Regions from separate parts of the Mus musculus genome. Here regions 1, 3, 4, 5 and 6 are each linked to region 2. A link is a contact called in public Hi-C and HiChIP or PLAC-seq data. All regions are on one chromosome and are shown on one strand. The core of a region is the stretch at or near the end of the contact, and the rest is flanking DNA. Distances in the headings are between cores, read along the strand shown. Region 1 has its middle 120 kb from the start of Gm32210. Region 2 has its middle 10 kb from the start of Gm13985. Region 3 overlaps Gm13986 (predicted gene 13986). Region 4 has its middle 68 kb from the start of Gm32210. Region 5 overlaps Gm13986 (predicted gene 13986). Region 6 overlaps Gm13986 (predicted gene 13986).

Region 1 (3,826 bases), core at 216-2,715, 220 kb before region 2:
AATTGTGCCTGTATGCATTTAGAAAAAGTTTGCAGGTTTGTCAAAAGCTACAAGAAAAATATTTGGACCTCAAACCTCATCTTGATATCAAATCATAAAAATTCTGCTGTGCAGTGATGCCCACCGTGTGCAGCGAACACACTGATTTGGATGTCTTTTAAAGCCACTTGTTCTCCTGCCTTCCCAAATATATCATGCCTTCCTGAGCTAAGAGAAGACAGGTATTTATCTATGAATTTCTTAGAAAAACAAAGAATGAAGAAAACAAATTTTTCTATAATAGGTATATTATTGTCCAAATAGCATATTTTCATCTTCCCTCGAACAAAATATAGACTAAGAGAAAGAAAGAAAACCCATTCATCAGTCTTTCCCACCGAGGAAAACTCCCTGTTTTCCTTCACTTGGTATCCCATGTCTATGTATATACAGTATGAGTATGTGTCATAAGTCATGGTCTGATTTTTATCAGCCCCATGCAATGAAATACCCCAAACTTTATTGATCATAAAAGCATCTAGACAGATGACTACTAAGCACAACTTGACTGTGGTTAAAGTGTCTGGTGTAGGGATCTGTGTATTTCTAATTCTTTAGAAGATACACCCAATCCTTGGATGCTCCTTCAATAATTGCTGTTGTAACTCATTTATTATCAAATTAAAATTAAGTGCTGGCAGAGCAGTATAAGCCTATAATCCCAGGACTGGGGATACAGAGACAAGAGAATCACTAGTTTGAGTCCAGACTGGGCTATATAGCAAGATCTTATCTTAAAAATAGATTATAAAAACCAAACCAAACCAAACCAAACCAAACAAACAAAAACAGGCAAAAAAAAAAAAAAAAAAAAAAAAGCAAGCAAGCAAATAAATAAATAAATAAATAAACTTATTAAAAACTCTAAGAGAAATGTAGAAACCTGGAGATAAATCCTATATTAAGATTTTGGGTGGGGGGCAGGGGCTAAGGGAGTAGAGTGAGGAAAGAGCAAATTAGAACAAACTGTAATGATATATTAGCTATGAAAACCACAGTTTTGTAGACTTGCATAAAAATTGATTTTAAACTTTTTTTTTCTAGCAACGGACAAAGGCATAAACCAGAGATAACAGTTTCTGCCTTTTGATTACCCAAAGAACCTGGAAGTATGAAGAAAAATCTCCTCACAACTGGGAGTCTAATAAATGGTTCCCTTTCTTCACCAACTGACACTAGTAAATAAAGAAAAGAGAACTTCAAAGACCTAGAATGCATTCTTTCTTTTATGGAATTTCAAGAAAATTCACTTTACTTTGTATTTGCCACCCCAGTTTCTCAAAAAGCTCCCTCAGATTTCTGGGGTTGTTTTTTTAAAATTTTTTTATTGTTTTTTTTTAATACCAATTATCTCTCACAAATTCGTGATGAGCCACAGCTGTGGCCTTGGCTGGCCTTGACTTGAGGCATTTTGTTGACTACTGAGGTTGAGACAGGCCAACCTATCAGACTGAGCTGGCTCTCAGCAAAGGCTCTGTCCAAGAATCCAGGCTCCTCCGTGACTACAAAAAGCAAGCAAAGAATGTTTCTCGAGAAGGATTTTATGTTGAGCTGCTCATCATTTATGCTGGTGTTGAGAACATGACATTACAACAAACTGGACCAACAGCAATTTTACTGGTGTTCCTAAGTAGTTCCAATGCTTCTCAGTGAAAACTGGAAATCAGGCAGCAGTGTTAACAGACTTGTGAACACTGAGAGCTTTTTCGGTCTGATGGACTTAGTATTGACACACAGATGCATACATCTGCTTTTATGTTTTGTCAAGAGAGGGGTTTGAGAACCCTGTCTTAGTTTGATTTCTATACCTAAAGAAAGCCTCCATTCTCACTAGACTCCTTATAGTGCTTTTAGTGAAGATGAAATAAGAAAACTTGTCTAGGCAGCTGGAAGAAAGACAGTCAAGCGCCCCCTGTGGTGCCACTACAGTGGGAGAGTGGATGTGTGATGGAGGGTTGGGAAAGAGTGGAGTAAGTGATAGAGAAATGGGAGAGAAAGCAAAAGGGTTCATATACTGTGGAGAAAGGGGGAACTGGAGACTTGATAGAAGTAAGGAGCAGGCAGATATGAGGAGCCTGTGACCACCTGAGGCCACAGTGATATCCTGGCCCCGGGGCTGCTGCCAAGGGCTTTGTCTGGGTCTGTCGTCCTACCACAGCTGGGGTCTGTGTCAATGTCTGTGGTATGAGGTACCACCAAAGGCCATGGTCTGGGCTGCCACCTGAGACCACATGGATTTCTGAGGACAATGCTGCTTCAGGGGACATGCTGATATGAGTGGCCTATATTGCCACCTGAGGCTGAGGTGACAGTTGGGTCCATTCTGCTGTCATGGATCATCCCTGGGTTTGTGGTCCTATCACAGCTGGGGTCTGTGTTGATGTCTAAGGCCCAGATTATCACCAAAATCCATATGCATGTCCCTGGTCTTGGCTGGTACCAGAGCCCATGTTGAAGTACCAGCACTGTGCTGAGCTGACCATGCCCCTCACTCACTGCTTCTCTTGTGAGAATAGGCTCTGTAACTTTCCTGGATAGCACAGTAGAGCTGACCATGATGGTGGGGACCACCAGTGAGCCAGCCCAAGGGCAAAAGAGTTTGTTCGCAACATTTGTCTAAGGAGGGGTGGTATAGGTGAGGAAGAGATGCCCTCTCTACTCTTCTTCCCTAGCTACCTGCCTCAGGTAAGACGGCTGGACCCTGAGAGTATGAGAGTGGGAGAGCTGGCCCTGCCCCTTTCCTGCTGCAGTATTGGGTGAGCTAGCCAGGGCAGTGCTGGAAAGCTTGCCCTAGTCAAGTGGTATGGGAGAGTTGACAGGCTGACCAATTCAGCTACCACCCAGGACCAGATCCAGGGTTTTGATCACCACAACATCCACCCCATCTGTGAACTGCTAGAGCCCATTCAAAGGTTGGTCCTATAGATCCAAAGCTACAGGGTCTCCATGACCCATGATGTCAAAAAGGAGAGTCCTGGTGAGGGTCCAGTATTGATAGTGTAGCAGAAATCAGAGGCATCAAAACAAACCAATGACTCGTTGCAAGCAAAGCTGTGTGGACAACAGGGTAGACTGTGTGATGTACTACAGCTTCCATGACTCTATATATATATATATATATATATATATATATATATATTGTGGGGAGGAGCAGGGAAAGATGAAAGGGCAGGTGTCGGATAAGAAGGGATGAGGAGATGAGTGGGATTGTGGTGCATGATATGAAACTCACAAAGAATCAATAAAAGCTCAAAAGAGTTTACATAACTAACTTGACCACACATACAAGTGTGCTATAACTACTACTTAAATTGAAATGTAGTTTTGAAAAAACAAAACAACAACAATAAAAGAAAACATGTTAAAAAGAAAAAAAAAGGAATAAGAGAATGTGAACCTTCCATACCATTGGTTCCTGCCCCACCCTATCCCCATTCAGAAACTTTTCCCCAAGACATCAGGAAGGCAGGAATAAGATGACCTTGGATCCACAGTGACTGTGTCAACCCATGGCTGTGATGATGGCTTAGCTCAATCACCCCAGACTCAGGATGCTTCCAGCTCGCCAGCAGCAGCAGGTAACTGAAGAGCACTAGCCTGACTTTGCACTGGGTTGGCTGTTACATTGCTACAATAGTCTGAAGAGTTAAAGCATACCTGGCTCTCTCTCTCTCTCTCTCTCTCTCTCTCTCTCTCTCTCTTTATAAATTCCCAAATGCCACCACTATCATTAGATGATAAAACTGAGGTGTTTGTTTGAACTGCCTTGATGGGATTGTATGTGAAC
Region 2 (4,113 bases), core at 1,384-3,883:
AGGAACTGCTGCGATCAGATTAGCACCCACAGTGACTGGGTCCTTCCACATCAATCATCAAGGGAGAAAATGCCTCAAAGACTTACCTACTGGCCTATCTGATAGAAGCAATTCCTCAGCGGATCTTCCCTCTTCTCAAATGATGAAGCTCATGTCAAGTTGGTAAAACAGCAAACAACCAACTCCGTCAGGTGGTCCTGGGCTATATATGAAAAGGTTGGCTAAGTGTGACCTGAAAGTGAGCCAGAGAGCAAGCCAGGAAGTCATGCTTGTCTATGGTTTCTACTTCAAGCTCTTGTTTGAATTTCTACCCTGACTTCCCTCATGGATGGATCTGACAGTGTAAGGTGAAACCAGTCCTTTCTACATTGCTTTTGGTCAGAGTGTTTCATCACAGCAACAGAAAGGAAAGCAGAATAGAGAGAAAGCTACCACAATGTCTGTACTATTGGATCCTTATTTTTTTGTTTCATCTGTTTCATTTGTTTTCATTTGTTTCACTTGTTTGCTTGTTTGTTGTGGGGTCAATTCTGGTTTTTAAAACATCAAAACGAGTATAGTACTAATGTGCCAGTGACTGACTTTTCTTGTAAGCTTTTTCCCTAAAAGGAAGATCTGTTAAGATAGGTGTAGGCTGCCTTGTAGCTTTCCTTCACCTTGGAGATTCCTTCTCTATGATCAGAAACTATTGGCAGGCCCATCTGGTTGTGCTCAGCTTATAATGGGGATGCCTAGGCAGTACGGTGGCACTTACGTGAAATGCAGGTACAGAAACCCTAGTGTTAGCTGTAGGGCAACCTGAACATAGTGAAACTCTGTCTTAAAACCTAAGGGAAGGGAACCCCTCATTGTAAATACATTCAAAGTTATTTTCATGGCCAGCAACAACACTTAAAAATGCTTAATATATTTAATATACTTTAGGCTCTGAAATAAACAGTTCACAGTAACCATTTCCTGAAAGTTTCAAAGCAATTCCTTAAAGTGGGCTGGGCTTCACAGAGGAAGGAAGTGCAATTTGGGGGAAGGGTTAGTTTATCTGGGTCCTTGATAAGCAGAAGGCAAGAATTCCAAAGCTAGATCAGTGCAGACTTCGTAAGCAGATGGAAATGATCATGGTTTCTCTGCCTCTTCGACTAGGAAGATTGGAGCTTTTGATGATGACTCAACAAAACAAACAGGAACTTTGCAGAGCAAAATGTCAACTAAGTATTACTACCCCATTTTTGAACCTTTCTCACTAATTACCTCCCTTCTCGAGACTCCTGAATCCCATATTGCAATGACCTCTCCTTTGCCACCTTCACATGACGCGTGGCCAGCCTTCCCTCCGAGGACTTCAGAAGATCCTACCTCCTCACTGGGCTTTTGTTAATCTGTGGTTTGATCCTTAGGGCTCGATATCTTCCACAGAACTATGTTAACAGCACGTCATGCTTTGACAACTAAATATAAACTGGGAGTTTCTACTTCTTGCCATTGTACCAACTAAAAGCAAGAGAAGTTTGCTTCTGAGGATGAAAGTGCTGACCAATTGAAAAACAAAATCTTTCTAATGTTATCTCCTTGCCAACAAAATGCTCTTTTGCTAATTTTAAATGCAGGTCTTGAGTAATAGAAATCATGACAGGATAGCTCCTTCGGGGTATCCTAACAAAGACTTCATTTCAAAATACACCTCATGGAGGCATTTAGTGATAGAGGACATGGAACCATGGCTCTTTTCTGAAAAGTTGCTGAACAGCCACTTAAATGCCTGATATCATAGCCTTATTAGGGTGGAGGATACAACACAGACATTTTGATTTCTAACCATACAATTTCCCTAGCAATATTCAAGTGTTTCCAAACATCTGCTTCTATTTATCTCTTTATTTTTCTCAGATTCCTTCTGAGCTCATTGGATGATTGGATGACCTTGACATTACAGTTGAGCCCTAAATCAAAACATTTTACATTCTACATATTTTTTTCCAAAGAAGGTTCAGAGTTATTATCCAAGTAATTACAGATTTCATTTCTGGGACTTCTTATCTCTTTTGTTTTCCACATCATAAATAACTGGAATTTTATGTTGACAAGAAAAGTTTTATTACACTTTTTTTTTTTTGCACTTTTGGGGATAGAACTCATGGCCCTGTGCCATGCTTAGCAACCACTGTACCACATCCTAGCTCATCTATAGAATATTTTGTGAGGAAGCATGATTAAGAAATTGCATATGACTTCTGGTTACTTATATAACTCAGTTGATTGTCTTCTTTCTTAGCTAAAGATAGGCAGGGAACTGGCCATGCTGAATTTCAAATGTAAACAAGTAAAATCTGATCTTAAGTGACCAGAAGGGAACTGGCAAGTTTGAATACAGTCCAATGCCTCTAAAAATGATGAAATATGGTTGCATGTGTGGAAGGGAAAAAACCTTAGGGAACCTCACAAAGGTATACTACAGGAGGAACACACATATGGTTCTAAGTGAGGGAATCTCATACTATTGGTCTTTCAGACAATTGCCCCTAAAGAAGCTCAATGATTAATCCAAGGTCACATAATGGATTTCTGCCGACGTGAGCTTTCCTGTTTTCCTGGGCACTATGTCTGAGAACTGAGGGTGTGACTCATTCACTTCTAAGCCCTAGAGGGACATAGTTGCACAATTTTCCACAGGTATTTTGGCAGCACCAAGGGCATTTGAATCAGAGCATATCTCTGTTTCCTTCTGAGGAGAGAATGCATGTGATCCAGCCAGAGATCTCACACACACACACACACACACACACACACACACACACACACACACACACACACTATACACTCACACACACACATACACATGCACCACTGCCCCAGAAAATTTCACGGTAAGATGACTACCTTTTTGTTACTAGGAACTCTACAACTTAGCACTAGACAGTATTTATTAAATACCTTTTAGGCATCAGAGCGATCTGCCTATAAAGCACTGCCTTCTTTTACCTGATCTTGATCTATGACTAATCAGCCCAAAGGCTTTGGACAAAACTTTGAGTCAGGTTCACTTCTTGGTAACTGGGAGAAAGTTATCCCGCCCTTCTTATTGCCTGGAGTTATTGTGTAAGTTGAATGAACTAGCACATGGGGAAAAAAAACTACAAAATGATTGTTGAAATATAATGGACACAGATAAAATAGCTTAATCATAGATGGCATGTGATGCCAGACACATGTCTACAAATGTGACATATCAATCCAACTAAGATACAGCTGAAGAAATTAGACACTATCCCAGGATCTCCTCTCATACTGTCTATGGATAAACTCTATTCTGGGTTTTAATAATATAAACATGTTTCACCTTATATGTAAGTGTCGTTTTTTAAATTTTACTCAGAATAATGTTTATGAATTTCTTTCATGGTGTTGTATGCTAAGGGTTGGGGATCTTCATTCTTCTTGTCCTGTTAATTACACTGCCATTAACTGTATGAACAGATAATGTTTCTTTACTGTTCAACTCTTTGGTTACTTTCCAACTTGACCTTTTTGCAGTTACTCACTTCTGCTAAGTCTATACTGGAAACCAAATGGCTGATTCTGCAGGCATCTGCACATCTAGCCAATAAATATGCCAAGTGGTCTTCCAATATGGTGACTACAGATTGCTTGCCTAGTAAGACTATCTGATGAATATCTGTGTTTGATGTATTTTACTATTACTTTTTATTTTAATTTAGTTGAATAAAATATTCTTAATAAGCTTATCAGCAGCACAAGTTTGGAAGAACAAATCTTTCTTATTTCAAGCTCACCACAGTCACATGCAATATCATTGGGGTTCCATGATATGTAATGGCTGTTGTCATTTTACTCAAGGCTTCTAGAGCTATGAAAATTAATTGAAGTTAAGTCTGTATGGATATATCTATATTTATCTTACTATATAGAAGGAGAGAATCCCAAATTTGCTAAATCTATGTGCAAATAGAATGTATATGTTAGCCCTACACTTCTAAGACTGAGGCAGGATATGCATAGTTTATTTCTCAATGGCATAATGCCCTGGCAATGGCTGTTTAAGGAGTATAATTTAAATAAGTAACAACCAGCCTGATATTTCAAAGCTAAGATCTTTGA
Region 3 (3,896 bases), core at 899-3,398, 160 kb after region 2:
AGGTTAGAAAGAAAGATTTGGAAAATGTGAGGAGGGGGAGAAGAGAGACTTAGGAAAGCATCTCACTCTTCTTTCTCTGCCTTTAATCCCCTGCATGAAAAGGAAGCTAACAGAGGCCACACTGAATTGAAATTGAGGTTGGTCTTTCTTTTGTTTTTATAATTAGATTCTTTGAGACTATCAGACAGTGTATCTTGATTATATACCCCCCCAGATCCAGGAGTTCTTCCCTAGTAACCCAACTTTGGCTCTTTGTTTCTTCCTACCACTTGGAGTACAATTTATGCTGACTCTCTACTCCCAGGTGTGTGGGTTCCTCTACGGCTGGAGGTTGATCCACCTACTTCTTGCTTTGGTGAGGCTGAGTGTGAATGTGTGTTGAGTTTGGCCTCTTTCTCCCTTGTTCATACGCATCATTTAACAACTAGTACATACTTGGCTTTCTATCAACATTAGTGTCCATAGTAAATAAAGAATAATTATTAAAGCAATTTCCACAAAACTAGCCTTCACATATCAGGGAAGTTCTCTTTAAGGGATTTTGTTTAATTTCTTCCTCAGTAGAGAAACCAACCGGGTTTGAACTAGGCAGACTATCTCCATCTGTGCTTTCACTCTAAAATATAGTTATTAAAATTTAATAGCAAATTTCACAGATAATTAAGAACCCAACTTTAACCTTACACTTTATGAGAGGAGATTTGCATTCATTTCTAAGTTATGTTAATTCTATTTTTCAATGATAAAGCCTCTGAAATGGAAATGAAAAATAAAGAATGTGAAATTATTAATTTCACTGGGAAGTATAAAGAAAAACATAATAGTCTCAAAAAAAAAGAGATAAGCTCAATTTTTATCAATCTCAAGGCAATGGGCAGAGTCATAACCAAGGACAGTATTGCCTGTATAATCGCCTGGATGCTGTCACACATTTAGATATTGATGGTGAGGAGAAATTAAAGACTCCTCCAAAGTGAAGGTTGGAGGGATTGAAAGGATTTCAAAGGGATTGAAAAAAGTAAAAATAGGGAAACTATGACTTTTGCCTTGCCCAATGGATGAAAGTAAGCTATCAGATGCCCTGCTAGTAGTTTAAGTTAGCAATTAGAGACATGGACCTAGAGAAATAGAGTAGAGTATGTGCAATATACAGAGACAACAGTTCGGAATTCATTCCAGAATGGCACCCAGTGAAATGGTTTATGATGAACTATAAAAAATCTCACACTATACCAACACCAAACACCTGGGGCAAAGGACAGGGAATAAGAGAAGGAAACATTCAAACAGAAAGACAGGGGGTGGAGGGGGCAAGAAGTTAACATGGAGCCAAGGAAGAAAGGTCCATATTCGATGAGCTGATCTCAGCTAGTATGCTCCAATCTTGCAGGAATAGAAGAGACCTGGGTGTAGAAAATGCAATGTGGTGGGTGCAGTACCGAGCTGTGTGTGCCAAGGACCTCATGCACACTTTCCAATGGATCGGGAGAAAACAGGATTACACAGAAATATCACTATCAGGCTCAGTCTTAATGACTATCTTACCTTGTATCTCATTTATGTCAAGCATTTATCTTTAAGCTGCAGAAAGTCTTTTGAGGCTTAGAGAATACTTTTTTCAATTACTGTAGTTTGAGCATTTTATTGTTCTGTCACATTTGGAAAGGAACAGAAAATATGGCAGTTGCAATAGTTTGTGTCTTTGTTGCTGTTTCGCAATATGCCCAAAATCGTGACCAAAAGGAGCTCGGGGACAAAAGTGTTTATTTTAGCTTACATTTCCAGGTGACACTTTACCATTGATAGAAGTCAGGACAGGAACTCAAGGAAAGAACCTGGAGGCAGGAACTGACGCAGAAACCACAGAGAAACACAGATTATTGGTTCCTCTTCCATGGCTTGCTCAACTACCTTCCTTAGATAGAGTAACCTCTCTGGGGTTGGACCCTCCCACATCAATTATCAATCAACAAAATGCCCCACAGACATATCCACAGGTCAACCTCATAGATGCAATCCTCAATTAAAGTTGCCTCTTGCTAGATGACTCATTTTTGCCAAGTTGACAAAAAAATAGCCAGAACAGCACTCTATGGCTGGTATTTGTGTTAAGCCTAACCTGTGTCTGAATCATAGGGTGAGACTGTTAGGTACCCCAATTTTTGAGTGGCATAGTCAGTTTTAGATGATGTGAGAATGTGGGTTTCCCTTTCCTGACTTTAATAACTTTCCATATTTGGATCAAATGTTATATAGACCTTGAGGTTTCACCCTTTAATTGATTAAATATGGAAAAATTGGAAAGAACACATGGCTGGAATTTATATGACCATAGTGCTGCTATGTGGTGAGGGAGGTGGAAACTAGAGAGAATTTCTCTCCATGTGTGCCATCTATCTTTCAGTGACTTCCCTGATCATGTTATTTATCTGCATTAGCATTTTTGTGGTCTAGAAATTACAAACAATTTTTAATAGTCCTCTGAAAAGAATGTGAAGTGTGGAGCAATCTGTGGAAAACACATTTTTGTATAATTCTGTCAGGATCTAGAAAAAATATCTTGTTCCTGCAGTTCACTTCTGCTTAGGAATTGGTCCAACAGGAGACAGAAGGAGAAGCTGAAAGTTGGAGAGGCTTTCCCTCTTCTTCAATAGACTATACTCACGCCTTCAGTGCTTAAACTCATGCTGCTGCTTCTAGCACTTCCAGGTCATGGGGGACAGGACAAAGGTCTACTAGCTGCCAATACCACATTTAATGTAGCTTATATAAGCCTGTTACTTTGGGAACAACAAAATAAATCAAGTAAGACTTTCGTTCTCAGGGCTATAATGTTCAACAACAATAATAAGTAACAGCAGGAAAATAACCAAAATATTACACAAAATGTGACGAATGACTGAAGGAGTTCACATTTCTACTTTTTAAAATACGGTAAAATAGATGTGTAAAAAAGTACAACACACAATAAAAAATATAGTTTCTTGGAAAGATATTTTAAATATTTCTCAAAATCATTATTAGAAAAATAATAAAGGAAAAGTAGTCCATGAGAGAAAACAAAAACCACATGAGAGTGAAATTATAGAACAAGGTAGAACATAATCTGGTGTTTCCTTCATCAGCATCTGTAAATTAGGCTGTGAGCATCATTCTGTACACTAGGATGGAGTGTGGTGGTGTGGATGAGAAAGGACCCATGGGCTCATAGAGTCAAATGTGCAGTTTCCAGAGAGAATAACTGTTCAGGAAGAATTAGGAGCTGTGGTCATGTTGGAAGAGATGTGTCATTGGAAGAAGGCTTTGAAGTTTCAAAAGCTTAGCATGCACAAGCTCAGCTTTCTCTCTCTCTCTCTCTCTCTCTCTCTCTCTCTCTCTCTCTCTCTCTTAAAGGAATGTACAAATTCTCCAAATTGATTCATTTTTCTATGGAATTTTACTTGCATAAAGTTTTAAATAAAACTAACAAGGCATGTTAGACGCTAATACCACTCTGATCTTTAAATCTCATTGGACAGGAGTCAGGGGGATAGGGCATGGCAGGGGTTTCTGTGCTACTGAGCATGTTTCATGTTTCTTGCTTTATATGTTGGCCAAAGAGGACTGGTTATAACAGTTTACCAGGCAGAACTATAGGTTCCAGGATAGTGGTGAGTGTGACCCATCACCTTTGTAGATGACAAGATCATATTGCAATGTTAAAAGGTTAGGCTTGCCCACCATCTCTTCAGATGCATGTTTGAATTGAGTAAAATGTGCAGAAGAAAAGAAGTTTGGGGTCTATACTATTTTAGAGAAGTCTGGCAAACATTAAGAAGCAAGTGGCCCCCACCTTAAACAAATATTTTGGACAATAGGAAAGAGGGATTACACACACACACACACACACACACACA
Region 4 (3,963 bases), core at 993-3,492, 170 kb before region 2:
GACCAGACAGTGGCTGCTGTATTTTAATCTTCATTTGCTTCTAGATTTATTTTTTATTATTTTAACTATGTGTATGTTTGTGTGGGGGTGTGTGTTGGTGGAGACTAGAGGCTGATTCAATCTCCCTGAAGCTAGAATTATCTTTGGTTGTAAGGCACCTGGTCTGGGTGCTGGAAACCAAACTTAGGTCCTATGGAAGAGCAGCCGGTACTTGTAATAGCCGAGTCACATCTCCAACCCCTCATTTGCCTTGTAAAAGTACCAGTTTTATTCACTGTTCCCCTTTATCAATATTTGAGCCATGTGACACAAGGGAAAGTATCATAAAAATTGCACATCTGTAAATAAGTTTTTTAGTGACTAGGGACATAGCTTAGTGGTAGCATACATGCCTAGCATCTGTGAAGCCCTGGCTTCAATCCCTAGTACCACAAGAAAGAAAATTGTGGATGAATCCAGAATTCATAGCTTTACAGAAGGAAAGAATCACTATTTTACTGTGGCTCTATCAATAATAACCTCAAAGGTGAAACAATTTAATGACCTAATCTTCCTTTAGAACAGTGGTACTCAACCTTCCTAATGCTACAACCTCTTAATACAGCTCCTCATGTTGTAGTGACCACCAACCATAATGTTATTTTTGTTGCTACTTTATAACTGTAATTTTGCTACTATTTTGAATCATAATGTAAATATCTGAAATTTAAACGATCTTAGGTGGTCTCTGCGAAGGCGGTCATGACCCAAAGGTTGAGAACCATTGCCTTAGTGTCTAAAAGCTCAGTGGTAAAGAATTTGCATGAGATGACTGAAGTGCTGAGTTCAGTCTCCACTACAGAGAGATGGGAGATGGGAAGAAGAGGGGAGGAGGAAGAGGCAGAGAACGAGGAGGAGGGAAGGGGAGGAGGAAAGGAGGGAGGAGAGAGGGAGAAAGAGAAAATTTTATGGAAGGCTCCCAATTCTAAACTTGCTAATTGATAACAAACCTTGACAAATGAGCTCATCTCCCTGGCTCGGCTGCATTCGTTCGGAGGTGAAGTGCCATCTTTCTCTGCACAGCTATTGAGAAGGTCAGCAGAATGGTCTCTATGGATGAGAGCTGATTTTACCATTTGCCCATGCTGTGAAAATTTTAGACCAGCCTTTGGCACACTCTGAATAAGCTAATGAGTTCCTAAAGTTGTGAAAACTGCAACAGATTGAAATTAAAAAAAAACAACAACAACAATTTATTCAACAAAGATAAATGGGTTTCTTCCCATTGCCAGGCAGTTTAATTCAAAATTGTCTAAGATTTGGAAATTTAAAAATATGAAAGAAGTTTGTGTGTGTCTCAGATGTGTGTAAAATGTACTCAGAACTGTAAGGAATATGTTAAGAGTGCTTGATGCTCTTTTCTTTGTAAATTAAATGGTTGCTATCAAACCACCTCACTCTTATCAGCATGACTTTCAGAGGAGCATATACTATTAGTAGCTTCTTATACATTATTTTAAAATATGCGTGCAGGGACTGGAGATAAGGCTCAGTAGTTAAGACCGAAGTCTTACAGAGAATCCACGTTTGTTTCCCAGCTCCATGTCAGGTGCCTTGAAACTGCCTGTGACTCCAGCTCCAGGGGATCTGATGCCCTCTTCTGGTCCCAGACCAGTCTCATACACATGTGCATGTGTGCACGCACACATGTGGAGAGAGAGGGAGAGAGAGAGAGAGAGAGAGAGAGAGAGAGAGAGAGAGAGAGAGAGAGAGAGAGAGAGATAGGTCTATGCACACAGATGAAAGTCATTCTTTCAAATGTTCATTTGCAAATGGTTACTATTTGAGTAAGATATGATCTAAGTGCTGATTTCTAGATATTTATAGTATTTCTCGAATGCATTACGGGAAAGAAGAATAAGAGTATGTGTGTGTGTGCATATGTGTGCACGTTCATGTAAATTGTTTTTCCCTTTGACTCACATGTAACACCTGTGTAGTGAAATCCACATGTATTTGGAGAGTTCTGATAAATACACACATCTGAGTAACCCTTAAAATGAATCAAGATGTGAAATACTTCTATACCAGCAAGATTCTTCATGCCCCTTTCTAGTAAAACCATGTTTTAACTCCATAATCCTGGCCAGCACTCTGTTTTCTAACAGCACATTTTATTTGCTGCAGGGTTTACATACACAGACTTATGCAGCATCACCTGTGACTGGCTCCATCTGGCCACAACATGCTTCTGAAATGTGTCCTTTGTATTACACACATCATGAGTCAATATTTATTGTTCCATTGTATAAATATTCCCAAGTCTGTGCACTCGGTGCATTTCCTTCTCAATAGACACCTGGATGATTTCCAGTTTTAGCACAATGCATAACAGGAATACAAGAATTTGTAAAAACTATTTTAGTGGACATCGGCAGTCACTGCTTTTCAGGGTGCAGCTGATGTTTCATAGAATCTCTGTGTTTACACACATGTCCAGCTTTCCAGTGCAGGGGGTGACACTTTACACACGGATGCCGGATGAGGCATGCAGTGATTCAGCATTGTTATCAGAGATTGGACCTCTAGTATATGAAGTGACATTTTAGTTTTAAGTTGATTTTCCTAATAATCATTTTAGTAACTTCTTCTTGTGGTTCAGGGACCTCTGGTATCTTTCTTTGTGAACTGTCCCACCAAAGGTTTGGAAAATATATTTATATAATATTGGATATTAATATATATTGGAGAATACACATATGTATAAAGTGGTATAGTAACTCTTTATACTACCTAGTAGAGATCATTTCAGAGGCATGCCTTATACATATGTTCTCCCGGATCCTGGCTTACAACTAGTTTTCTTAATAATAAATAGAGCTTTGTTAACAGATATTTTAAATTTTGAGGGATTTCATCTTTTTTCCCATTTATAAACAGATTTTCTATCCAAGCTATGGATACTTTGCCTACTTCAAGAATGGCAGAGATTGACTCTTGTGTTTTTCTAGAAGTCTGGTGTTTATATCTATGCTTATGATCTATCTATCTATTCATATGATCTATCTTGACTGTTCTATGAAATAAAAGTGGAAGTTCATGATAGAAACATAGACATCAAGGTGTCAAAATCACTCTCAAATAGACTTCCCTTTTGATACTGATTGATTTGAAGAATCATTTTGGTGCTTTTTATTTAATACATAGTCACTATATGTGTGTAGTTCTATTTCTAGATTTTTGCCTCACTTTCTTAAATTCATTCATAAATTCATCTTCTCTCTCTCTCTCTGTCTCTTTCTCGCTTTCAATATATACATATACGTGTGTGTGTGTGTGTGTGTGTGTGTACCTTGCATTCATGAAATGAGTAACTTTATAATAAGGTATTTTGTGATTAGGTGTTGTAAACCACCTCTCATCTTTGTTCTTTTGTTTCTCTTGAAGATATTAACATATTTTATTACCCAAATTCTCTAATCTATGATATAGTGCAGTCTTCAGATTGTATAGATCCAAGGATTCTATGGGACAAAGACACATTATAGTGTCAGGCTGCTTCACTCCCAAAGGCTCTCAAGCATTTGACTCCAGGGTTTTATTTGACATTGGAGCAGGCTGAGAGATTCTTCCTTCTGATTCACTGGCCCCATCCATCATGAATGGAGACTTGATATTGTTAAATCACTTTCTACAACTGTTAAAAGAGCCACATGTTTCTCTCTCATTCTTTTCTTTGGCCTTTATTCTGTTACCACGTGGTCACACTGATCGATGTCCAAGTGGAAAACTATATTGCATTACAAGTAAGACTACATTGCATTATGAATTTTATATATTGCTGAATTTGCTTGCTAACATTTTGTTAAGGATTTTTATGATTTATGCATGACAGGGATTTCCCCATAGTTTTCATTTTATGTTTTTGCTGGATTTGGTATTGTGGTAATATTGGACTCATAAAATGTGCTGGGAAACATTTCC
Region 5 (4,263 bases), core at 1,528-4,027, 240 kb after region 2:
CACAATTAAAATGGAACTCAGATATAAGATTCAACAGTGGATTTTGTTTTTTGGAAAAGATATAATCCTATTGTATCAAATTTATAAGCTATTTAAATCTTGTGCCTCTTCCCACAAAGGATATTTTTAATAGAATCATATTAACTTTATACACTTTCTTTATAAGTTTTGCCTTAAAACATTGTGCCTTGTTTTATTAAATTGTTTTATTAGAATCCAATTCTGGCTTTTATAACAACATTTTATTCTAAACAGACATTTACTTTTAAAAAAATCTTTATAATGCCTGTATTTGCTATATCACTGCTTATCTGTTTATTGAATTTATTGAATACACAACTCTAAACATTAAAAAAATCCTCATGTTTTAAAAAATAATAATCTAAATAGTAACATAAAGCTGCAGGAGGTAATGAGGTGAAAAGCTGATGACAGGAAAACCGGATGCATCCAACGGCTCAAGCCACCAGCTTCTGTGGGTCCCCCATCTCGTCTCACAGTGGAAGAGGCATCCATCTTATGAGGCTGCTTCCTGGAGCATGGATCTCAAGATCCTTTCTTCTTCAAGCCTCTCTGTCTTAAAAAAAACAAAATGAAAGCAAAGCTTTCCCAGTCAGCCCTGTCCCACGTGCTTTTCTAGTTCGTGCCCCGCGTCTTCACCCCCACACATTTGTCCATCTGTTCACCTCCCATATCCTCCACGGCGCACTTATCTCTGCCATTCATCAGCACTAATCCATTTAAACCGTTCTTGCAAAGATAAACAGCAATTCCTCATGTAAACCCCACAAGAAACTCTCAGTCTCCATCTCGGATGACCTACACCTCGTGTTGAAACCCTGACTTCTCCATCTTTACTTCATCTCCCCATCATCCTCCTCTCCATCTGTTTTCCTTCCCTCTCCCTTTGTAATTTCTCACCCCTTCACCAGCTTTAATACAGTGGCTCTCCAGAAGTGTCTCTCCACTTCTCAATCAAACCCTTTTGGTAGATGAACCCCCCTGAATTAAATGACAGTCTAGCGCTGATAACTTCACAACTTAGAAAACAAATTTTCCAGAGCTTCAGGTCTGGATATCCAACTATGTATACAACATCGCCAGTAGATAGATAGACGCCTCAGGTTTCAACATGGAGTGCCTTTTTCCTCCAGCCTGACCCTCTTTGATATTCTTCTGCCTCAGTAAATATGACTGTCTTCTCATGTCAGAAAAACAAGCATCATCCTGTCTTCCATCTTTTTTTCTTCTTTCTGTTACAGAATACCAAGGTCCAGTTACTCTATCTCAAACAACATTTTCAGTGTATCAATGCTTCTGCCAACATTGACTCTCTGTCCTCTCTTTCACAGCACATTCTTATCCCCTCAGCTTCCAGACATACGCCCCTCCAGCCCATTCCTCCATTACCATCGGCTGGCTGATGTTTCTGAAGTAAAGTGTGGACCTTTCCGTACATACAAACTTGGAAACCTTCATGTCTTTCCCACTTGGTGCTGCAATAGAGAGGTTCAAAAATCTACTGACTAAAGAATTTAAGAGGCAAATTTACAAGTTTGTCTCAAGCAGCCTTTTGTTTTGTTTCATTACGTTGATTTGTTTGTATTTTATAATTATTAGACACTAACTCTTTGACTAAGTGTATTAGAAAGCTAATGGCCAATATCATGTCAGGGAGACTTTGTGGAGGAAAGGATCGTGGCTTATTTCACTGTGCCAAAGAAAGTCAGTCATAAACCCTGTTGGGAACAACACAGATGCTGCCGTGATAGGATAATTCTCCAAGACTGAGGAAAAAAACCCTCTCATACGTCAAAAGCTAGAACACTGACCAACTCCTAGCGTCAGACCTCAGCCATCAGTGAAAGTTAGAAGCGAGGACTTCAGATTATACCTGCTCACCCCTGATGCCTGCAAAGAGAAAGCCTCAGGTTGCTCTCTACAGCTATCAGGAGAACCCAGCACAGACATTCCCAGACAGCTACAAACACAGAGGGCTGAGGCCTAACTCACAGACGTGTAATCTTGGCCTCAGAAGCAAGTTACTCATCAAAAGAAAAGTCTAGGTTTCCAAAGTCTATGTGCATATGTATGTGTACAGAAGTGGTGTGTCTGTGTGCATGTATGATTTGTGGAGGGCTAAAGTGATTGCTTATATGATTTACCTCACAATTTACATCACCAGCCTCATTTCTACAGTGTAAACATCACCACTGCTTGCTCAACCACGCCTTCTTTCACACAAAATGTACTGAGCCCAGACATTTATCTAGCACTTAGCTTACATTGGATCTAATCTCTCCATTAGCTCAGCAACTATTTTCTACACCTGACAGAAGATTAAACTGAGGCCCTAAATAAAGCTCAAGTTCCTGCAACAGGAAAGAGGGCAGCCTGGAGTAGAACCTGGCCTACTCCAGTCCTGAAGACAGCCCTCTTTCCGTGCAACCTCCTTACGTCATAAATCATCACGTTTCTAGTTCTAGATAGTAAAAAGAAAGATGTGGAGGAGAAAGTTTCTGCTTTACGATAAACCACGCTGATAAAGATGATTCAGTGACTATTTTTGAGATGTCAGAGCTGAAAATGTACAGATTCCACAGCCCAAAGAACCTGCCAAGTCCCAATTGCACAACCAAAGCGGCGCAAGGAGCCAAGGAGGCCAACTGTGTGATGGAAAAAGCACAGATGTCATCTGGGAATGCTCAGAGGCCTGCCTTCAGATGGAAGAGAGACAGTCTTGCTTCCGCCGGAACCACGGCCTTATAAGGCCACACTAAGTTACTTCCTTGGCTGAATCAACCCAGTGCATACTGCCTGTTCGCTTAGATCACAGAGATCCTACGGCCTGAGCATCATGGAAAGAACGCCCCTGCTGGGCGGTGTGCTTAGTCCCCATCCTGAGCTGGCTCACAAACACCTACCTTGTAATAAAGCTGCTATGAGCCTTTCAGTGGGGACATGGGGGAGGCAAGACACTGGGGTCAAAGTGGAGATATTTAGGTCCTCCTGGGAAATTAGTCACACATCATATCCCTTCCTCTCCATTTACAGCCATTTATTTGGGAGCAAAGGAATTCTAAATGAATGAGAAGTCCCTTCCACGCCAACATGTGTTCTGAAGTTCACAGGAAGCCTTCTCCTCTGCCTTGGGGCATGCAGATGAGGCCTGCTCGCAGCTGCGCCTCCAGTGAGCTAATCAGACAGTACATGCCCACAATGGAGAGGGCTCCAGGGAACAGAACCAGCCATTTCTTTGCCTTGCTTCATCAGGCCTCCTGTCATTACACCAAAACTCTAGGAGGATAAAAGGGACTTAGATACCTCCAAGAAGACTGACCCGAGAATATGCATTAAACCGTGGTTAAGAATCTAGGGAAAAGGTCCTGCAAGGTTAAACACACTTCAGAAAAGGAACGTTCACACTCTTGCCAAGTTACTTCCCTTACAAATATTGATTACTCTCTGCAGATTATGCAGATATTTGTCTCAGCTGTTGTTATTTCAATGGCTTTCATTCTCAGCTACAAGAGTAATAGAGCTGTCACAAGGAGCCGATTCCAAACTTCCCCCTGAGGTAAGTCACCGGTGGGTGTTAAGATCCTCAGGAGGGGCGTGCCAAGTTCCACAAGAATCCCAGTGATTCTGAGATGATGGAGAATGCAAACTCTTTGTGGAAACTCACTAAAGGACTTCTCTTCAGTGATCCCTTGTTGGTCTCCCACCATTCTATTAACCCAAACCACAGTGTTTCTGGCTTTATCTTAGAAATCTTCACTCAGTCTTTGATCTCAGTTAAGGTCAGGATCTCTTGTGACAGGAAGGGATGATACAGATGGTGCAGTTCAAATTTCTACCTTGCAGGGCAGGGTCTCTCTCTGGTCAAGTTTCCCCTGTGCACATCCTACTATGGTAGACATTCATGGACACCAATAATTATTAGAAATAATAAGAATCAGGAGTTCAATTCTAACAGGTTTTGATACAATAGTACTAGATTATCTTGGTATTTTTTTTTCACTATGACTTTTTATTTCGACAAAATGAAAGGGGATGAGGCTGTCCATGTGTTGGGTGTCCCTTGTATTTCAGGAATGAGAGTCAGAGATCAACCTGCAGGAATCAGTTCTCACAATCTGCCATGTGGACCTTGAGACTCACACTTGGGTCATCGAGTTTGGTGGCAAGCATCATTACCCACTGAGACACCTCATCATTCTCCTTCACTAGAATTTCTATCAGGCAAGCTCCTCACCTGCCATT
Region 6 (3,934 bases), core at 1,097-3,596, 190 kb after region 2:
GCAAAACAGGCCTTGCTCTCCTCCCTAAAAGCCCAAGTACCTTGTCCCACCAGGTCTGGCTGGCCTAATTTGGAAAGCTGTTCTCAGGATTTGCCTGTTTGATCTGAGGGTGACATCAAAGAACCGATGCACCATCTGTCCATTCTCACTTTTATGTTTGCTCTTTATTGCAGCCATTCACAAATAGAGGCTTATGGAATTAATAAACTCGAGAAAGGAGCATCATTAACTATATCTCTGCCAGGTGTTCTACTGGAACAAAGAGAAGTGTGGATCCAGCTCCAAGCTTTGTGGAATGGAGAAGGCTGGGCTGCTTTTGGATAGAAGCCTCATCCCACTGCTGATAACCCATGACAAGTCACCCTGTGTGTCTCTGGAAGAGTCTAGATATCACTGGAGAGGTGCGATATGCACTTGGCTGTTCCCTACATGGGAGTCTAAGACAACCATCTACTTCTGACCCCAGATTCTCTGATGAACAATTTTACATTAACATATAAACTTATAGAATATGGGTGGTTCTCGGCAATGGTCCCAAATAATCCAAATGGGCTGAATAAAGTCCTGGAAGGCTATCTTTGAAAACTTACTGTAAACTTAACAAAAGTCTTAGTGGTAGGACTTTTCCATGCCCCTCTCCCTAGGTGAGTAGGGATGAAGTCCAGACTATCTGTCCTAGGTCTTGTCTCTCACCTGTGTTTCCATCAAATAGAAAACAGAAGATAGAAGAGAAAAGGAGTCAGAGGTAACAGGGTGGATGACTAGCCTTGTAGAAGTCTGATATATAGTGGGTCCTAATGAACATGCTGGCAGCATATCATGAATGACTCTCAGGCTCAGAGTTGCAAGGAGTCTATATCTGTGAGATTATAACATTCTAAATCCTACCAGACTTTACATACACTACACCCTAACAAGACAAGAGAGGTGCTGGATTCAAAGCTCCACCTTGTTGTTTCATTGTTTTTGGTTGTTGTTCCTATTCATGTTTGTGTTCTTATTTTTGTTTTTGTTCTTGTTCTTGTTGCTGTTGTTGCTGCTGCTGCTGCTGCTATCACTGTTATTTGAGACAGGGGCTCTCTATGTAAGACTAGGCTGTCCTGGAACTCACAGAAATCAGCCTGCCTCTGTTTCCCCAGTATGCCATCTTGCCTGGCACCTTGTTGATTCTATAGTAAGTACATGAGTGGTTCAGTCAATGTGACTCCTGCCAGCCCAGCACAGACTTCAGGCAGAGTCTATGGGCCAGGACTCCAGAATTAGAAGATGCCAGCTTTGGGAAATCCCGAGTCTCTTGCTAGGTGGTGGCAATTCCTACTGGAAATGAAAAGCAGGAGATTAGTTTCCTCTTCTCCCAACACTAGTCCTGCCTTCACCCAAAACTCACCTTGCCCAAAAGATCTACAAGAAGACAGTTGCAGAACAACTCCATGTCACTAAAGTTAAAGTTGTTCACAAGATGTCACCATAAAGAAACACAGAGCTGAGACTCACTGGGACGAGCTTAGGTATTGGGTTAAAGATAGACTCAACAATTTATGACAAAATGCCACCATTGTCTTCAAGCAAGGTCTGCCCCCCCCCCCCAAGGAATAAGTTCTGGGATTTGCAGTGTTCTGGTTGCAGAACCCCTCCTGAGACCTGCTGTTTGTATTCCTGTTGGTTGAAGGGTCCGAGAGGATCGGATCCACTGTAGGACATTCACAGCACAAGAACACAAGCTGTTCTGCCTCTTTCGTTCACAGCAAATTTCTGATTTCTGGTTTCTCTAACTAAATCACTTCAAAACACCAAGCCTGAGAGTCTCAATGCACTATTCTAATACTTAGGAGGCAAAGAGCAGAATTATACAGAAATAAGAACATTCACTCTAGCAAAGGTGGCAGAAGAGAGCTGAAAACAGCAACAAAAGCAATAGCTTTCATCTTCAGCTTGACAAACATTGACCACTCACCTGGAAGACTTTAGCACTAAGTGGGAGGGGGGAGGAAAGAGAAAGGGAGGGGGAAGGGGAAGGATAGGAGGGGGAGGGAAGGTTGAGAGGAGAGAGGGAGAGAGGAGAGAGGAAGAGGAAAAGAGGAAGAGAGGGAATGAGGAGAGAGGGAGGAGAGAGGAGAGAGGGGGAGGGAATGAGAGAGGGAATGGGAGGAAGACAAGGAGAGAGGAAAAGAAAAGGAAAGGAGAGGAGAGGGGGCATAGATATTTGAAATAGATGCATATGGCTTTACCACCCAAGGGCTAATGCCTAACAAAAATGGTGTGACCAATCTCTCTAATACAAAGCCTGGCACAGATGTTGCTCAAATTGAGGCTAACAAGGTTAAAGTGACCCAGAACTGACTGAGCAGTTTCTTAACAACAGTCAACCCTTTAAGAGGAAGTCAACTTCAGAAGTAAACCACAAACACAAAGAAACGTGTAACCAGCCAAGGCAAGGTAATTCCTGCCATTTAGATTTATTACTATTGTCATTCCTGACTGTTGTACACAGCATTTTGTTTCTTTGAGTTTGTTCAGTCCTGACTCCTAACGGCATCTGTCAGCCACATGCGTCTTTGGATCTTCAGCAACAAAGGGCTAGCATGGAGCTAAAGCATGTGACTTCGTGCACATGGCTGGCTGCAAAGGCTGCCTCCATTCCTGGGGCCACATTTTTCTGCTTTTTTCACTCTGGTTACTGCTCATGACTGGCACTAAATGATTCTTGTCACTTGGCAACAGGGAACCTGCATAGATCTGACTCTCTGGATCTAAGCTCAGGACCACCCTGAATCGTTGAAGGAGAAACATGGGAGGGGAGGGATTGATCTCACCCCAACTTTCCTGTGGTTAGTCAAACCCTCAGCCACGTTTAAGCAACTTAGAAAGCCTCCCAAATGTGTCATCATGACTTACAATAACGCCTTAACGTTTGACAAAGACGGCGAATCCAATGCCTGGTTAATGGGGAAGTGGGTCCTCGTGTTCTGCTCCACTGACGTTGGTCCTCCAACTTTGGTTGTGTAATTACTATTTAGACTTTTCAGGGCCTTTTCAGAAACACAGGAGTATCCCCTCAGCTCCCACCTGTTAAGACCCTCTGCTAAACCAACAGTGCCACAGAATCGTATCCCGTTTCTGATTTTAGCCAAAGGATGTTCCCAACCAAAGAGACACATATTAGCACTATAAGTCTTGTTTATTTGGGGGCATCCACATGGAGACAGGGGGTAAGGAGGAGGTATAGGATGTGGAGCAGTAGAAGGGTGGAAGGGGGTGCAGGGAATGGAATATGGAATGTAAAAAAATAAATTAATTTAAAAAAATAAAAAACCATATACATTATTAGGTTCATAATAAAAAGCTGAGCCTTCTCTTTTCATGCTGATTATCAGGCACCAGGATCTGCAGCATATTTCCTGCAGAGCTATGAGTTGCCTGCCTGGAATCAGAGACAGGCTCAAGAACTCAAGCTTCCCAGGTAAGCTGGATCTCAGGCAATGGAGAGTGCCTGCAGCAGTTCACCACAGCTTCCCTCCAAATCTGGGAAACACCAGTTCAGGAACACTGGCGTCTTTTTGTCCTCATACGGTATCTAGGAAGGCAACTGCAGTGCACAAAATGAGCCCCTGGCTTAACCACATTGCCTGGGAATAGAAAGGATGCCCTTGGAATCCTAAAGAAGGCCACCCCAAAGCTTGATCTCCAGTTGCATGCATCAGGCAAGTAGACACAGGTAACCTAGGAGGGTTAGCACTTGAAAGGAGTTCCTTCTCCCGTGTCATTTTGAATGTTCTGGCTTCCTTAGCCACAACCCAAGAGAAGCCCAGGAGCCATCGATCTGAAACATTTCAAAGGAAGACTAGATTTGTACTAGACCCTTCATGTCCCTACACAGTACCCTACCCACAAGCATTTGGGTTGGGCAGCCCACCATGGCCAGTGCGATCCCTAG

What was found. A called contact is a pair of places that touch in the nucleus more often than the background predicts. HiChIP or PLAC-seq counts read pairs in DNA pulled down with a chosen protein or histone mark.
Region 1: a Hi-C map of uterus shows a contact between it and region 2, with 4 times the contacts expected there. The contact joins two enhancer-like sites. A contact is called at or near these places in 2 of 484 Hi-C or Micro-C datasets (fibroblasts and uterus).
Region 3: a Hi-C map of the C2C12 cell line shows a contact between it and region 2, with 2.3 times the contacts expected there. The contact joins two enhancer-like sites. A contact is called at or near these places in 1 of 15 datasets of contacts at CTCF or cohesin (the NIH/3T3 cell line), 6 of 484 Hi-C or Micro-C datasets (the C2C12 cell line, the F1.1 cell line, the HL-1 cell line and 2 more) and 2 of 115 datasets of contacts at active chromatin or transcription factors (the NIH/3T3 cell line and vascular smooth muscle cells).
Region 4: a FOXA1 HiChIP or PLAC-seq map of pancreatic cancer cells shows a contact between it and region 2. The contact joins two enhancer-like sites. A contact is called at or near these places in 2 of 115 datasets of contacts at active chromatin or transcription factors (fibro-adipogenic progenitors and pancreatic cancer cells).
Region 5: a contact with region 2 is called in a Hi-C map of uterus, with 2.1 times the contacts expected there. The contact joins two enhancer-like sites. A contact is called at or near these places in 8 of 484 Hi-C or Micro-C datasets (adipose-derived mesenchymal stem cells, embryonic fibroblasts and uterus) and 2 of 115 datasets of contacts at active chromatin or transcription factors (fibro-adipogenic progenitors and pancreatic cancer cells).
Region 6: a Hi-C map of uterus shows a contact between it and region 2, with 2.8 times the contacts expected there. The contact joins two enhancer-like sites. A contact is called at or near these places in 6 of 484 Hi-C or Micro-C datasets (colorectal tumor organoids, epidermal suprabasal cells and uterus) and 1 of 115 datasets of contacts at active chromatin or transcription factors (a colorectal cancer cell line).

The regions. Positions count from the first base shown.
Region 1 is chr2:117,586,101-117,589,926 of GRCm38.p6, forward strand. No RefSeq gene overlaps it. Among named protein-coding and RNA genes, the nearest start is that of Gm32210, 120 kb to the right of the region's middle. Within about 2 kb of position 1,466, at least 13 of the 459 cell types and tissues checked have an H3K27ac peak or open chromatin away from gene starts, as enhancers often do. A contact at or near this core is called in uterus, where this site is marked.
Region 2 is chr2:117,800,263-117,804,375 of GRCm38.p6, forward strand. No RefSeq gene overlaps it. Among named protein-coding and RNA genes, the nearest start is that of Gm13985, 10 kb to the right of the region's middle. Within about 2 kb of position 2,634, at least 51 of the 459 cell types and tissues checked have an H3K27ac peak or open chromatin away from gene starts, as enhancers often do. A contact at or near this core is called in the C2C12 cell line, pancreatic cancer cells and uterus, where this site is marked.
Region 3 is chr2:117,957,228-117,961,123 of GRCm38.p6, forward strand. All of the region lies in intron 8 of Gm13986 (predicted gene 13986), which reads right to left. Among named protein-coding and RNA genes, the nearest start is that of Gm25308, 120 kb to the right of the region's middle. Within about 2 kb of position 2,149, at least 30 of the 459 cell types and tissues checked have an H3K27ac peak or open chromatin away from gene starts, as enhancers often do. A contact at or near this core is called in the C2C12 cell line, where this site is marked.
Region 4 is chr2:117,635,314-117,639,276 of GRCm38.p6, forward strand. No RefSeq gene overlaps it. Among named protein-coding and RNA genes, the nearest start is that of Gm32210, 68 kb to the right of the region's middle. Within about 2 kb of position 2,243, at least 7 of the 459 cell types and tissues checked have an H3K27ac peak or open chromatin away from gene starts, as enhancers often do. A contact at or near this core is called in pancreatic cancer cells, where this site is marked.
Region 5 is chr2:118,036,849-118,041,111 of GRCm38.p6, forward strand. Gm13986 (predicted gene 13986) reads right to left here. Exons shown (of 10, transcript NR_126479.1): 5 at 1-577. Among named protein-coding and RNA genes, the nearest start is that of Gm25308, 39 kb to the right of the region's middle. Within about 2 kb of position 2,778, at least 52 of the 459 cell types and tissues checked have an H3K27ac peak or open chromatin away from gene starts, as enhancers often do. A contact at or near this core is called in uterus, where this site is marked.
Region 6 is chr2:117,993,970-117,997,903 of GRCm38.p6, forward strand. All of the region lies in intron 8 of Gm13986 (predicted gene 13986), which reads right to left. Among named protein-coding and RNA genes, the nearest start is that of Gm25308, 82 kb to the right of the region's middle. Within about 2 kb of position 2,347, at least 70 of the 459 cell types and tissues checked have an H3K27ac peak or open chromatin away from gene starts, as enhancers often do. A contact at or near this core is called in uterus, where this site is marked.